2 separate regions of the Ovis aries genome follow, and region 2 is linked to region 1. Evidence: chromatin contacts called from public Hi-C data. All regions are on one chromosome and are shown on one strand. The core of a region is the stretch at or near the end of the contact, and the rest is flanking DNA. Distances in the headings are between cores, read along the strand shown. Region 1 overlaps SIK3 (SIK family kinase 3). Region 2 holds the start of SIK3 (SIK family kinase 3).

Evidence for each region. Hi-C and Micro-C count contacts between places; a contact is called where the count stands out from the background.
Region 2: a contact with region 1 is called in a Hi-C map of liver, with 5 times the contacts expected there. The contact joins the promoter of SIK3 here to the enhancer-like site in region 1. A contact is called at or near these places in 14 of 16 Hi-C or Micro-C datasets (blood, hypothalamus, liver and 6 more).

What each region holds. Positions count from the first base shown.
Region 1 is chr15:27,274,282-27,280,382 of ARS-UI_Ramb_v3.0, reverse strand. SIK3 (SIK family kinase 3) reads left to right here. Exons shown (of 23, transcript XM_060399705.1): 7 at 3,397-3,515; 8 at 4,062-4,172; 9 at 4,393-4,536; 10 at 4,918-4,995; 11 at 5,434-5,543. Among named protein-coding and RNA genes, the nearest start is that of APOA1, 39 kb to the right of the region's middle. Within about 2 kb of position 3,637, at least 6 of the 54 cell types and tissues checked have an H3K27ac peak or open chromatin away from gene starts, as enhancers often do. A contact at or near this core is called in liver, where this site is marked.
Region 2 is chr15:27,508,128-27,514,228 of ARS-UI_Ramb_v3.0, reverse strand. It overlaps SIK3 (SIK family kinase 3), which reads left to right and starts at 3,671. Exons shown (of 23, transcript XM_060399705.1): 1 at 3,671-3,965. The coding sequence starts at 3,693.

The DNA.
Region 1 (6,101 bases), core at 2,388-4,887:
GCGGGGCCTGAGCTGGGCGCCCTCTAGTCCCCTTTCTGGTGGCGTTGGGTTTCCGGGGGTGGAGGGGGGGGTGGGCGCCGGTGCTGCCCTGAGCTTGCGAGGAGCCGGTGAGAGCAGCTCTGAAGCAGCCCCCTCTGGCCCAGGCAGAGCCGCCTGCGGTGCTGCACTGCTTCCATTCCGTTCAGTAGCAAAGGCTGCCCTTGGAGGAGGAGCAAGCGATGGGGCCCTTTTTGACATTAAAATACAGTTTTCTCTGGCATCTGGGCAAGTTGGTGTTTGTCTTCTTTGATCTGGGGCCCTGTTTTCTTTCCATTCACTTTAATGGACTGTCCAGTGGTTGGTTGTGTTATTGGGTCTGAGAGCATTTATTCCCTTTGCTTTCACCCTCTTTCCATGTTTCATGTAGAATGGTGCCTTAATAGTTTGAACATCCTTTCCTGAGCTATATGGAATGCTTAAGGAGCATGAGTTGGTAACAGTGCCCTGGCTTTCTGCATTCTGTCGTATTCTGCGCACATGTCTGTGCGGCATGTGGAGGGTGTGAGGTTTCTGCTCCTTCGGCTGCTGGACAGCATGTCAGGAGCACAGATGTGACCTTGTGTCCTTCAGCTGTTGCCACTGCAGCAAGATGTCCACAGGCCCCTCAGCCTGGGACCTGTAGAGGCCTAGGGAATCTGTGACACAGGGTCTGTGGGCTCCTCGCATGGACTAAAAGGTAGATGCAAAATTTTGTGTACAAATTCTTGTTTGCATTTTTCTGGAGATTTTTCAAGGCATCTGAAACCAACTAATAGTTAAGGATGGCTGAAAAGAGATTTCAAGATCCTGAAATTGAACCAGATACATCTTCCACTCAGGACTTATTACAGTGGTGTTAAATTTTGTTTGTTTTTAAGAAAATACCTTTAAAATTCCGTTTTAAAGCAAGCCTATAACTGAACGTCATTCAGCATCGGTCATCTGATTCAGGACTAACGCACTAGATACTACATGGAAACCAAAAGAAAACAGAGCAGTTAGAGTGCCATCTAGTGGTCTGAACGATACTTGCATAGCTTTGGAATCAGGCCCAGGCCTTCTCCGTACACCCGGGTCTTTAGTTTTAGCAGCTTTCTAAATCAAGAACATTTTTTTCCTCTCAGGTAATTGCAGACCATAAAGGTATGTGGTGATGATACTTGTCTTCCACACAGATGCTGCAGCTGTGGATTCTAGCCTTGCTTACTCTGCAGACATAATTTTCATAAAAGCTTAATGCTGTAGATGGCATGTATTTTATAGGAATATAGGAACTACAGACTTTGAGCGCTGTACTGCATTTGATTATACTTTTAATCATAAAGCTGGAACAAATTGATGACGGCCATGAAATCATTTTGATATAGAGGCTTTTTTTTTTTTCCAAGTTAGAATAAATTTAAAAATTGAGTAATTTGTCTTAATTACTCTTTGTATTCCTTTCATGATGGTGACATAGAGTGATGTTTGCCAAATGGTGCAGAAATTGTGAGGTTTCAGAGTTGAATTTATTCAGGGAAAACACATCAGACGATTGGTATCCACATGAAAATAAACTAAGAGCATCACTCTCAAGTCCTTACTCTGCTGTACCGTAGCAATGGTTGATCATGTTAACTTGTTTATTCTTTTATAAACGGGGCTGATGACAGTATCTAATACAGGGGTGTTGTTAAGATTAAATGAAATAAAGTTGGTAAGCACAGTGCCTTGTACATAAAAAGTCTTTTCATTTATTAAAGTCTCTTTAATACTGATGTTGTTACTATCCCTGGCCAGTTTTTGTTTTGTTTTGTTTTCAGGACAGCTGTAGTAAAATGGAAACAGACAACCTTGTATCTTATGGAGAATTTTATAGTTTTTAAAAGCATTTGCTCACATACAGTCTTGTTTGATTAGTTTCAATAAATGTTTACTTATCCACATATATTCAGCAGCTATTTATTCAACTCCTACTAGGTATAATCATCATCTTTGGCATTGCAGGTTTGATACTGAAAACAGCAATAAAAAAGGCCTCGTGGGGCGGGGGGTTAGACAATAAGCAGTAAATAAATAAGGTGATTTCACAAGGAAGTCATTAGTGTGAAGGAAATTAGTGTGATGTCATAGGGCATGACTGGACGCCTCCTTGAGGTTGATGAGGTGGCTAGGAGAGATCTTTCTGAGAAAGTTGGCATTTAAGTTCCTTCCTGAATGACAAGGAGCCAGCCACGTGAGGGTTGGGGAGCAGCCGTCCTGACTAAGGGATACGGTGAGTGTAAATGGCATTGGTGGGAATGTGATAAGTACATGCACAGACTAGAAAGATGGCCTGTGCTGCTGGAGCTCAGGGAGCTGAGGGCGCGTGGCCAGAGGTGAGATCAGAGGACTTCAGACTTTGTTCTGCGGGTTCTGGGTGAGATGGGGTGTGATTCAGAGCACCAACCACAGAGACTGTCTGGTTTGAAATCTAACCTATTGAGTGGTCTTCAACAAGTTTTTTGACTTCTCTGTGCCTAATTTTAACGTCTCCAAAGTGGGAATGATGATCGTTTCTTCCTGCTAGGATTACTATGAGGATTAAATGAGATCAAAATATGTGTGAAGTATTCAGCAGAGTGTCTGCATACTGCTGTTTTATCATCATCAGTGTCTAGGTTCAGTTTCATCACACGTGCTACCCCCACGTCATCGTCAGTACCCTCAAGTTACAGATGAGAACACTTAGAAACAGAGGGTGGTTTGAAATCAGAATGTAGGCATCTTGATTTCGGAGCCATCATTCTTTTTGCAGTGTATTCTGCGACATGAGCTCAACACCTCTCTGGTCTGAATCTCTTTAGCTCAGAGCTCAGTTGTATGTCCCTGTGAACGTGAGAAAATTATCAGTAAGGCCTAGGGTGTGTGGTAGGGAGGCTCCATGCCTGTCTTCTCCCCACACCTGGGACCCTACACTGAAAGCGTTAGTGTGCACGTCGGAATGCAGAGAGGAGGAAGGCGCTGACTGTATTTTGGGGACCTTGTAAGGCACTGAATAGCTTCAGACACTGAAACTCTTCCTTAATTGCAGCTAATGGGGCCCTACAAAATATAAGTAAATGAAATCCAGGGATTATCCCCAGATTTTTTTTCTAATCCGACTTTTAGTGAAGGTATTAACCAGGACCCCACTCCCTCCACTCCCAGCCCAGAGTTGAATTTCCCTCTCCTCCACCTCTTCCTGCCTTTGCCTGGTCCCTTCTGGAGTAAGCCATGGCAGAGGTAAGGATCACGAAGTGAGAGAAACAGATGAGAAGCCAGGAGCTAGGAAATCCACCTGCTCGCCCTGCCCCTGTTCCTCTGCCCCCGCAGCGCCTCCCCCAGCGGCGCTGACGGCCGGCTCCGTGTCTCTTGCAGAATGTGAGCACCTGATCCGCCACATGCTGGTGTTGGACCCCAACAAGCGCCTCTCCATGGAGCAGATCTGCAAGCACAAGTGGATGAAGCTAGGGGACGCGGACCCCAACTTCGACAGGGTGAGCGGGCTCCCACTCACCCCTGGGGACGCCCCTTCGGGCTGCTGCAGGCCCTTTCGCGTAAGATTGTAACCAGGCCAGGACCTAGAAGGGCAGGCCTGGGTGCAGGCTGTTGTGTAACCCTGAAGCAAGTGAAGCCAGCAAGGAGGAAGCCTCACTGGCTGAGCTGTTGCAGAATAGTGCTGCCAGCTCCTGACCACGTGTCCTCACATCCGGATCCCTTCCCGCGTCTTGGGACAGTACAGCCTCTTCCCACAGGATTGTTCACCTACTCTTATCTCTCACTGTGCATAGTCCAACAGATTCCACAGCGTTCCTTTATTTAAATCATCGTAGCCATCCCAGGTACCCCAGGAGCTCAGGAAAACAGTGGCCTAGCCATCTTGTCTGCTCCTAGCTGAGTACCCAGGGCTTTCTTGCTTAGGCTTCATCTAAGGCCAAAAATATCACAAGCTAGGGAGCATGGAACAGCTTGTTCATTATATATGATCTGCCATCTTGACATAGTTAATTGGGAGTTTGATAGCTTGCCTTATTTTGTTACAGTTAATAGCCGAATGCCAGCAGCTGAAGGAAGAAAGGCAGATGGACCCTCTGAATGAGGATGTCCTCTTAGCCATGGAAGACATGGGACTGGACAAAGAGCGGACACTGCAGGTACCTAAGTGAGCAGAGGCCGGGGTGGGGGCTGTGTTCCCTCTGCCCTGTCTTTCCCATGTTCCCTTCTTCCTGGGAACTTGGATCTTTTATTTTCCTCCCATTCTCGCTCTGCCCCTTGAAGGCACTTTGCTCTTCTACTGTTACTTTTAAAAGAGTTTTGGTCATTGACATGCTGTTTCACCAGGGTTTTTTGCTCTTTCCCCTTTTCTCTCGGTAGTCGTTAAGATCAGATGCCTATGATCACTATAGTGCAATCTACAGCCTGCTGTGTGACCGGCATAAGAGACATAAAACCCTGCGTGTTGGAGTACCTCCTGGCATGCCCCGAACCATGGCCTTCCAGGCGCCAGTCAACCTCCAGGTGGGTGATAACTCCAGCGACCAGATTCAGCACTAGTATGAAAGTCCCTGCTGTTCCTTACCCGTCACCTCCCAGCTGCCATCTCTTCCTTTCTCAGAGGCCAAGCAAAGAACTCAGCCTCTCTTTGACAGAGTGGGTGGAAGAATGTTCCAGCACTTGGAAGGGGCACCAATAGCTGAGTTTTTTTTTTTTTTTAAAGAAACCGTAAATCATTGCGAGAGACTGTCTTTGCTAAAGAATACTTCCCTGTAGCTCCTAAGAGCAGAGGAACCAAAAACTCAGAAGTAGAAGCCTAGACTTTAGCCATCAAGAATGTTTTGAAAGCCTCTATGATTTCCCTTTGGTGTTGAAAAGCCTGTATGTGTGCGTGCTGCTTTCCAGGCGGAGCAAGCTGGTACCGCTATGAACATCAGCGTCCCCCAGGTGCAGCTCATCAACCCAGAGAATCAAATCGTGGAGGCAAGTAGCAGCCCCTGGTGGCTGTCAGCTGAACCTGCTTTCTTTCCCATAGCCTCATTGCCTTTCCTTATTACTTCTTCTATATATTTTATTTATTCATTTCCCCGTTTATTTTTGGCCATGCTGGGTCTTCGTTGCCTCTCTGGCTTTCTCTGGTTGCGGCAAGTGGGGGTGCTCTTCACAGCAGTGGGTGGGCTTCGGGTTGTGGTGGCTTCTGTTGCGGAGCACGGGCTCTAGAGTGTGAGCTCGGAAGTTGCGGCACACGGGGCTCAGTTGCCCCGCAGCACGTGAGATCTTCCTGGACCAGGGATCTAACCCGTGCGCCCTACACTGGCAGGCAGAGTCTTAGCCACTGGACCACCTGGGAAGTCCCCTTTCCTTCCTTCTTGTTTCTCACTCCCTCTTGTTTCTGATTTGTTTGTGCTTCCCTCACCTCAGCCGGACGGGGCGGTGAACGCGGACAGTGACGAGGGTGAAGAGCCTTCCCCTGAAGCGCTGGTCCGCTATCTGTCCATGAGGAGGCACACAGTGGGCGTGGCCGACCCCCGGTGAGTGTCTGGCAGAAAATTCCCATCTGACTTTGAGTTCCTCCCGTGGCACATTTTCCCTACTTTGTATCTCCCAGGTGAGATCTGATACAATGGCCAAAACATGTGGTTAATCTCTTCAGGCTCCCTGGTAGATCAGACTTGATTGGACTTGAGGATCACAGAGCTGTCACTAGTGGAGGGTGGGCTGAAAGCCGCCATTGAGCCAGGCGATGACAGTACTTTGGTGAAGAGCGTAGCATGTCTTTTCCCGCAAAGACTGAGGTCTTTTGATCTAAGCCACATAAAAGTACCCCTGGAAATGCATCTGTGTTTGACAGCTTTTAGAGATATTTTTTGCCATATATTTTAATGGAAGACTCATCTAAGAAGTGAGGACAAACAGCAGGATAGAATTTATAGATGTAAAAAATTAAATTCAGTGAAAAAAATTATGTGAACAAAAGTCCAAAAATATGCCGAGTAAGTACCGGTTTTCCAAAGTGTTTTCCCAGAACAGCCCTTCGTTGTGTCCCCTGCTTGCCTGCACACTGGAGGAATGGACTGAAGGCCAGCTCT
Region 2 (6,101 bases), core at 2,422-4,921, 230 kb before region 1:
AAGGCTTATATCACTCCCCCCTCAGACCTTGAGTCCTCAGAGGTTTCGCATTGCTTCCAGAAGTTCCTAAGGGCCTATCCTATCCATCAAGAATGCCTTGGCTTGCCCTTTTCAAGTTTTAGAAACAAAACACAATGATATTATGAAGGAAATGTCTCACTTTCATCTTTGAGTCTATTTTTCACTTTTGCAGAAAAGAGTGCATTGGTTATGGAGGTGAATTGGGAGCCAGGTGGTGGAGTTTCTGCCTTCACCCTGGACTGCAGGGCTCCAAGAATTTCAGCCCCCAAGCCACCTCTCTGAATCTGCAGCAGGGCAGGAACACACTTTCCCACCCATTTTCTAGGGCAGCAAAACACTGGTACAATAAGCAGTGAATCTCTTCACAGATCTACTTGCAAGTGAAGCAGACGTCAATCAGTTTTGCAATCTGCTATTTTAAAAAAAATCTATTTTTTAAAAATATTTTTATTTATTTATTTGGCAGTGCCAGGTCTTAGCTATGGCACATGGGATCGAACCCAGGCCCTATGCATTGGGAGCATGGAGTCTTAGCCACTGGACCACCAGGGAAATCCCTGTCATTCTTTATTGATATGATCTGGTGCCTGCTCTGTCCTTTTCTCCAGAACTCTCAAGTCTTCTTCTCCCATGGGTCTAAACTGAGTTTGGGGAGGAAGCTGCTTTCCCTGCAAGCTACTGCATTTTCCTACTAGCTGCTTTCCTAGAGCTACTAGTTATAATTAGTGGGGGAGGATCTCTGTTTCAGAGGTAAATTGCCTGGGGTTGAATCCTAATTCTGGGACTCACTTTCTAGCTCTATGACGGTGGTCAACTCCCTTAATCCTTCAGTGCCTCATTTTCCTTATCTGCAAAATGGGGATAATAACATATCCTGTCTCAAGGGGTTGTTGAGGATTAAGTTCATTTAAGTAAAACTGCTTAGCATAGTGCCCGGCAAATGGTTGTTATTGACTGTGAGTGGACTTTCCGGATGGCGCTAGTGATAAAGATTCTTCCTGCCAATGCAAGAGACATAAAAGATGTGGGTTTGATTTCTGGGTTGGGAAGAACCCCTGGAGGAGGGAATGGCAACTCATTCCAGTATTCTTGCGCGGAAAATTCCACGGACAGAGGAGTCTGGCGGGCTATATAGTTCGTGGGGTCGTAAAGAGTTGGATACTACTGAGCAACTGAACTACACACTGACTGTTTTTCTCCCCAGACTTAACTCAGTCTTGGTATTCAATAAAGAATTATTAAATGCATACATTTAAACAGTTTTCCTTTTTCCCTGATGATCTTCGTTGATCATTCCCCTCCCTAATTTTCTATATTCTTCTTACCAAAGACTCTTCGGGGAAATCTCGAGCAAGTCTTTGTCCAAGTCTCAATGGGGCACAGTTACTGGCCTTTATCCATACAGGCAAAGAGGGGAAAATCACTTAACACACAGTGTACACAGTCTGGCCATTATTAGAGACAAGAGTTATCTGCCTCTTTCCCTGGGGAGTTAGACCAATGCTCCATTTTCTAGTTTCTCCCCAGAGGCGTCTTTGTTTTCGACACCCTTCAGGGAGCAGCAAAAGCTGCTGTGCTTGATGTTCAAACGATCTCTACGAGTAAAGGAAAAGCTGTTAGGCTGATGGTTTCAGTGCTGCTCCTGTAACCCTCAGAGCAAAAGATTTTTTCCCCCCTTGCTTTATTTCTCATGAGTTTCCTGTTGAGACCCTCCTCTTCCTTTCCTTAGGGAAGATAGTAGAACTAGGACCCTTGGGCCCAGCACCAAAGTTAATGTACAGTTCCTGTTAGAGGCAGGTGAGTAGGTCGAAATGGTAAAAGAGGCTGGCTGCACACCATCATTTATCTGGGATTGAATGAGCTCAACCAATGAAAGGTCTTAACCAGTGCCAGAAGCTGAGGACCACTTCATCCTTATCCTCATTTGCTAGTAAAGAAGCCAATTAGTGTTAATTGTGTTGGCAATTTGGAACAGCCACCAGGGGATTGATTCAAGGCAATTGTGGAATGACCTCCCTGTCCTGTCCTAGTCCCAGCGATTACTCACAGTCACTTGAGGAATCAGAGAGCTAATAAATATCTTTCGGTCCGAGAGAGTAAACAGGTGCTCTGCTTCTCACACATTCACAGTGCACTGGGTGTCAGTTTTCAGTATTGTACCTGTAGTGACCTGACAACACAGTTCTGCCATTGAGAGAGACATAGATACAGAGGAATCAGGATTGGAAAGTGGGATACATTTCAACACTGGCCTGTTCATGGCCTTTTCTCCTCCCCACTTGCCACGCCAGTATGTGTGCAAGCTCGGCTGTGTCCGACTTTTTGTGATCCTTTGAATATAGCCCACCAAGCTCCTCTGTCCACAGGATTTCCCAGGCAAGAATACTGAAATAGGTTGCCATTTCCTTCTCCAGGGGATCTTCCCTATCCAAGGATCGAACCATATCTCCCAAGTCTCCTGCTTTGCAGGCAGATTCTTTACCCCTGAACCACTGAGGAAGCCCTTGCCTGCCCAGAACATCTTGTTATTGATAGCCAAGTAGCCTACCTCTCCCCAGCCTTACCTGAAGCTGCTAAAGCCAATCTACTTAATAGAGGGAGGAGAGAAAGGAGGGGGGAGCTGGTGAGGGCTCCGGAGGATGCAGAAAAGCAGATAACAGAGAAGAGAAAAGGGATGTGAGATTTATTGTTGGAATTTGATTTGATCACCTTTAATGTCCTTGGAGAGTCGCTGGTAGGGGTGGAATTTTTATTTTATTATTTACTTATTTATTTTGCCCAACAGACCGATCGTCCTTAACCATGAGGTGACTCACTGGACAATGCGCACATTGCTTCACCAGGGTTTTACAAGTGACAGAAATAGGATGCAGGCACTTTTTGACAATGATCTAGCTATAGAATTGTTCAGAGAAGGGGTGGGAGGAAGGAAAATGACGTCCCTGCTCTGGCCCTCACCCACCCAATGACTGAAATGCGTGTTTGGGCTGGTTTCTCCGCCCTTGGACACGCAAATCTTACTTTCCCTATTTTCTACATTCGGTGACAATTAGATTGGTTGTACCAGGTTGTAAGAGGAAGGAATTTTACTGAAGAATTCCCTTGCCTCGCTACCGACTTGGTTACAGTAGCTTCAGTAGTGTAGCTGTTCCTGCCTTTGGGGCCTCAAGGGCTAAAGTGGGACAGTGCTAATATTTTTGATGAGGAGGAAATACTTTGCTTTAAAGGAGGCTGGGTGACTGCCGAACTGGGACAGAGGTCACAGTAGGGGGTGACATTAGCAGTTCCTGGGAGGATCGAGGGCAGGTTTTGGGTCAGGCACAAGCACCCCCCGACTTGGGCAACGCTGCAATGGCTTGGAACTGGCTGGCACACTTGCGGTACCCACTGTCTCCTCCCCGGAGGGGGGCACCCGGGAGCCGGCGCGGGAGGAACCCGGCCCACGCGGGAAGGTCGAGCTAGCCGGTGAGGTCATGGTTGCTATGGCTCCGGGCAGTGACGCGCGTCGGCACGTGACGACAGGTTGCCATGGCTCCCGGCCCCGGCGGCGCGGGCGCTCCGCCTCCTGGAGTGACGTCCGCCGCCCCCCCACCTCTTTTCCCGCCCCCCCCCGCCCCCTCTCCCCCCCCGGCCGGCTCCCCGCGGCCCCGGAGGTTTCACTGCACAACAAGATGGCGGCGGCGGCGGCGAGCGGAGCTGGCGGGGCTGCCGGGGCCGGAGCGGGGGGAGCCGGGCCGGCCGGCCGCCTGCTGCCTCCGCCCGCCCCGGGACCCCCGGCCGCCCCCGCTGCTGTCCCCCCGGCGGCTGGCCCGCCGCGTCCCCCAGCCCCGGCCTCCCGCGGGCCGGTGCCTGCCCGCATCGGCTACTACGAGATCGACCGCACCATCGGCAAGGGCAACTTCGCGGTGGTCAAGCGGGCCACGCACCTCGTCACTAAGGCCAAGGTAGTGGCGCGGCGGGACCGGGGGGCGGCGGGGCTGCGCGGCCCGGGACCGTCCGAGTGTGGCGGGGGAAAGGGAGCCCCGCGACACCGAGGTGGAGGGGTCGGCGCCGCGAGCGGGGCTCGGGAGTGCGTTGGGGACCGGGGAAGCGGGTAGGGGGTTATCGGGCAAGAGTGAGGAGAGGGAGAGCAGGAGGCGGGGGGCACCGGGGGGCCCGGGAGAGGGTAACTGCACAGCGGAGGAGGCGCAGAGCAGCCACCGAGCGCCGGGACCTGGGGAACTAGGGAGCCGGGGATGGGCGGGGGGCTCCCCGGGCTGTGCGGAGGGTCGTAGCAGGGGTGATGAGAAAGAAGACATTTGGAACTCTCCCGGAGCCAGGAGACAGTAAGCTAAAAAGCCTTCGAAACCAGAAATTAGGAAATCCTGCGGGAATGAGGGCAGGGGGATAGGAAACGTGGACCAGGAGGATGGGGGAAACAAGGGTGAAACTGACACAGGTGGGCTTTTGAGGGGAAGAAGGATGGCTGGGGTCTTGAGAGGGGGTACAAGGTACTGCGAGGTATGAGGGACCTGGTACCTTATGACAGCAGCACCAGTCAGCATTTGGTCTCCCAAGACTTCTAAATGGTGGGAATGAGAGACAGAGGACAGACAAGATTATTGGAGGAGGCGATGAAAAAAATGGGGAAATTAAGGAGGAAAAAAATTACTTTGCTTTTCCACAGGAAAGGCGTCAGGGAACAGAGACCCAGGGGTACCCCTGCTTTGTGTTGGCCCTAGGTAATCAGGGGTTAAACAATTTGGGAGAGCTGGATTGCTGGTTATATTTAGTTGTTGGAGGGTCCAGAACCATACAGTTTACAGAACCCAGGGTGGGCTGTCATTGGTGAGGAGGGGGCCTGGAGACTGGGGAGGTGTGTGAAGAATCTGGACACTCATTGGGCCCTTTGGTTCCCAAGGGATTTGTGGAGCAGTGGTGGTGAAATTGGCAAGGTCAATTAGGAAGCCATATCGTACACGTTTAAAATTTTACCTACAAAATTCGTTTTTGGAGGAAATACGGTTAGTTCTTTCCTGTGGCCTTCTTCATTGGGAGTCTTGACATCGAAGACACCAGGAGGAACTGCTTGGTTTGGATAGGACTCCCAGAACCCATTTATACTTCAGATTTCTTTCTTTGCTCCATCTCTCACTTGAATGAACACTTTCGGTGAAGTCATTCATTATATTTAAAACTGCAATTTGTGTTTCCCTCAGCTCGATGAAGAACCCTTACAGCTGCTGCTGCTTCCTACCAAAGCCACATCAATTCCCCTCACCTCCTCAGCCCAGTCTTTGGTCCTTGTTTTCGCTTGTATGGCAATCTCTTATTTTCAGAAGGCAGTGACTTATCTCTGCCTTCTCTCCCTCTCACTACCCGAAGTTCCTTTTTCCCTCTTTTCTGTCAGACTCTAAAGGGCCCTTCTTACCAGGGTTGTGGGGTGGGTGGGTGGCTGTGGAAAATTGATTGGTCAGTTTCACTTCCTCTTGGGGGGGCCCCCTTCAGCCTTTTTTTTTTTTTCTCCAGTTTTTATCAGAGGGCCTCAAGTCTGCAGGTCTGAGCTGAATGAGATACCAGAGTCCAAGGTTTCCTGATGATACCCTCAGACCCTGACACGGAGTAGGCTGAACTAAGACTCTGGTGCATCCCTGTCCCTCCGAGTGTTTCCTATTGTGTTTACAGTTAGCCCAGACAAATTTATGTTTACAAACAGCTCTAATTGTTCCAGCCTCATTCCTTGTTTTGGTATTTCCCTTTCCACACCCTCCCCCTCCCACCTAAGTAATCACTTGGGCTTCTGTGATTATTTTGCTCTGACCTCTGGGGGATGGACTCTGTGAACTTAATTGGCTGCCTGGTTTATGGTATCTATGATTTAAAGAATTCTGTATCGCCCAGCCCTTGGATACACCAAAATAATGATTAAAAAAATCTGGGACAGAGGGTTCAATGTTTTTGTAAATGTAATTGCAAACAGTTGATTCTTGGCTTTATACATAATGGAGACATTTCTATCTTCAGTAGTCAGCAAAGCCGGTGGCTAATTATGGCTGGTCTGCCCGCTTTCTAATTTTCCAGTGTGTGTGTGTGTCTAAGTT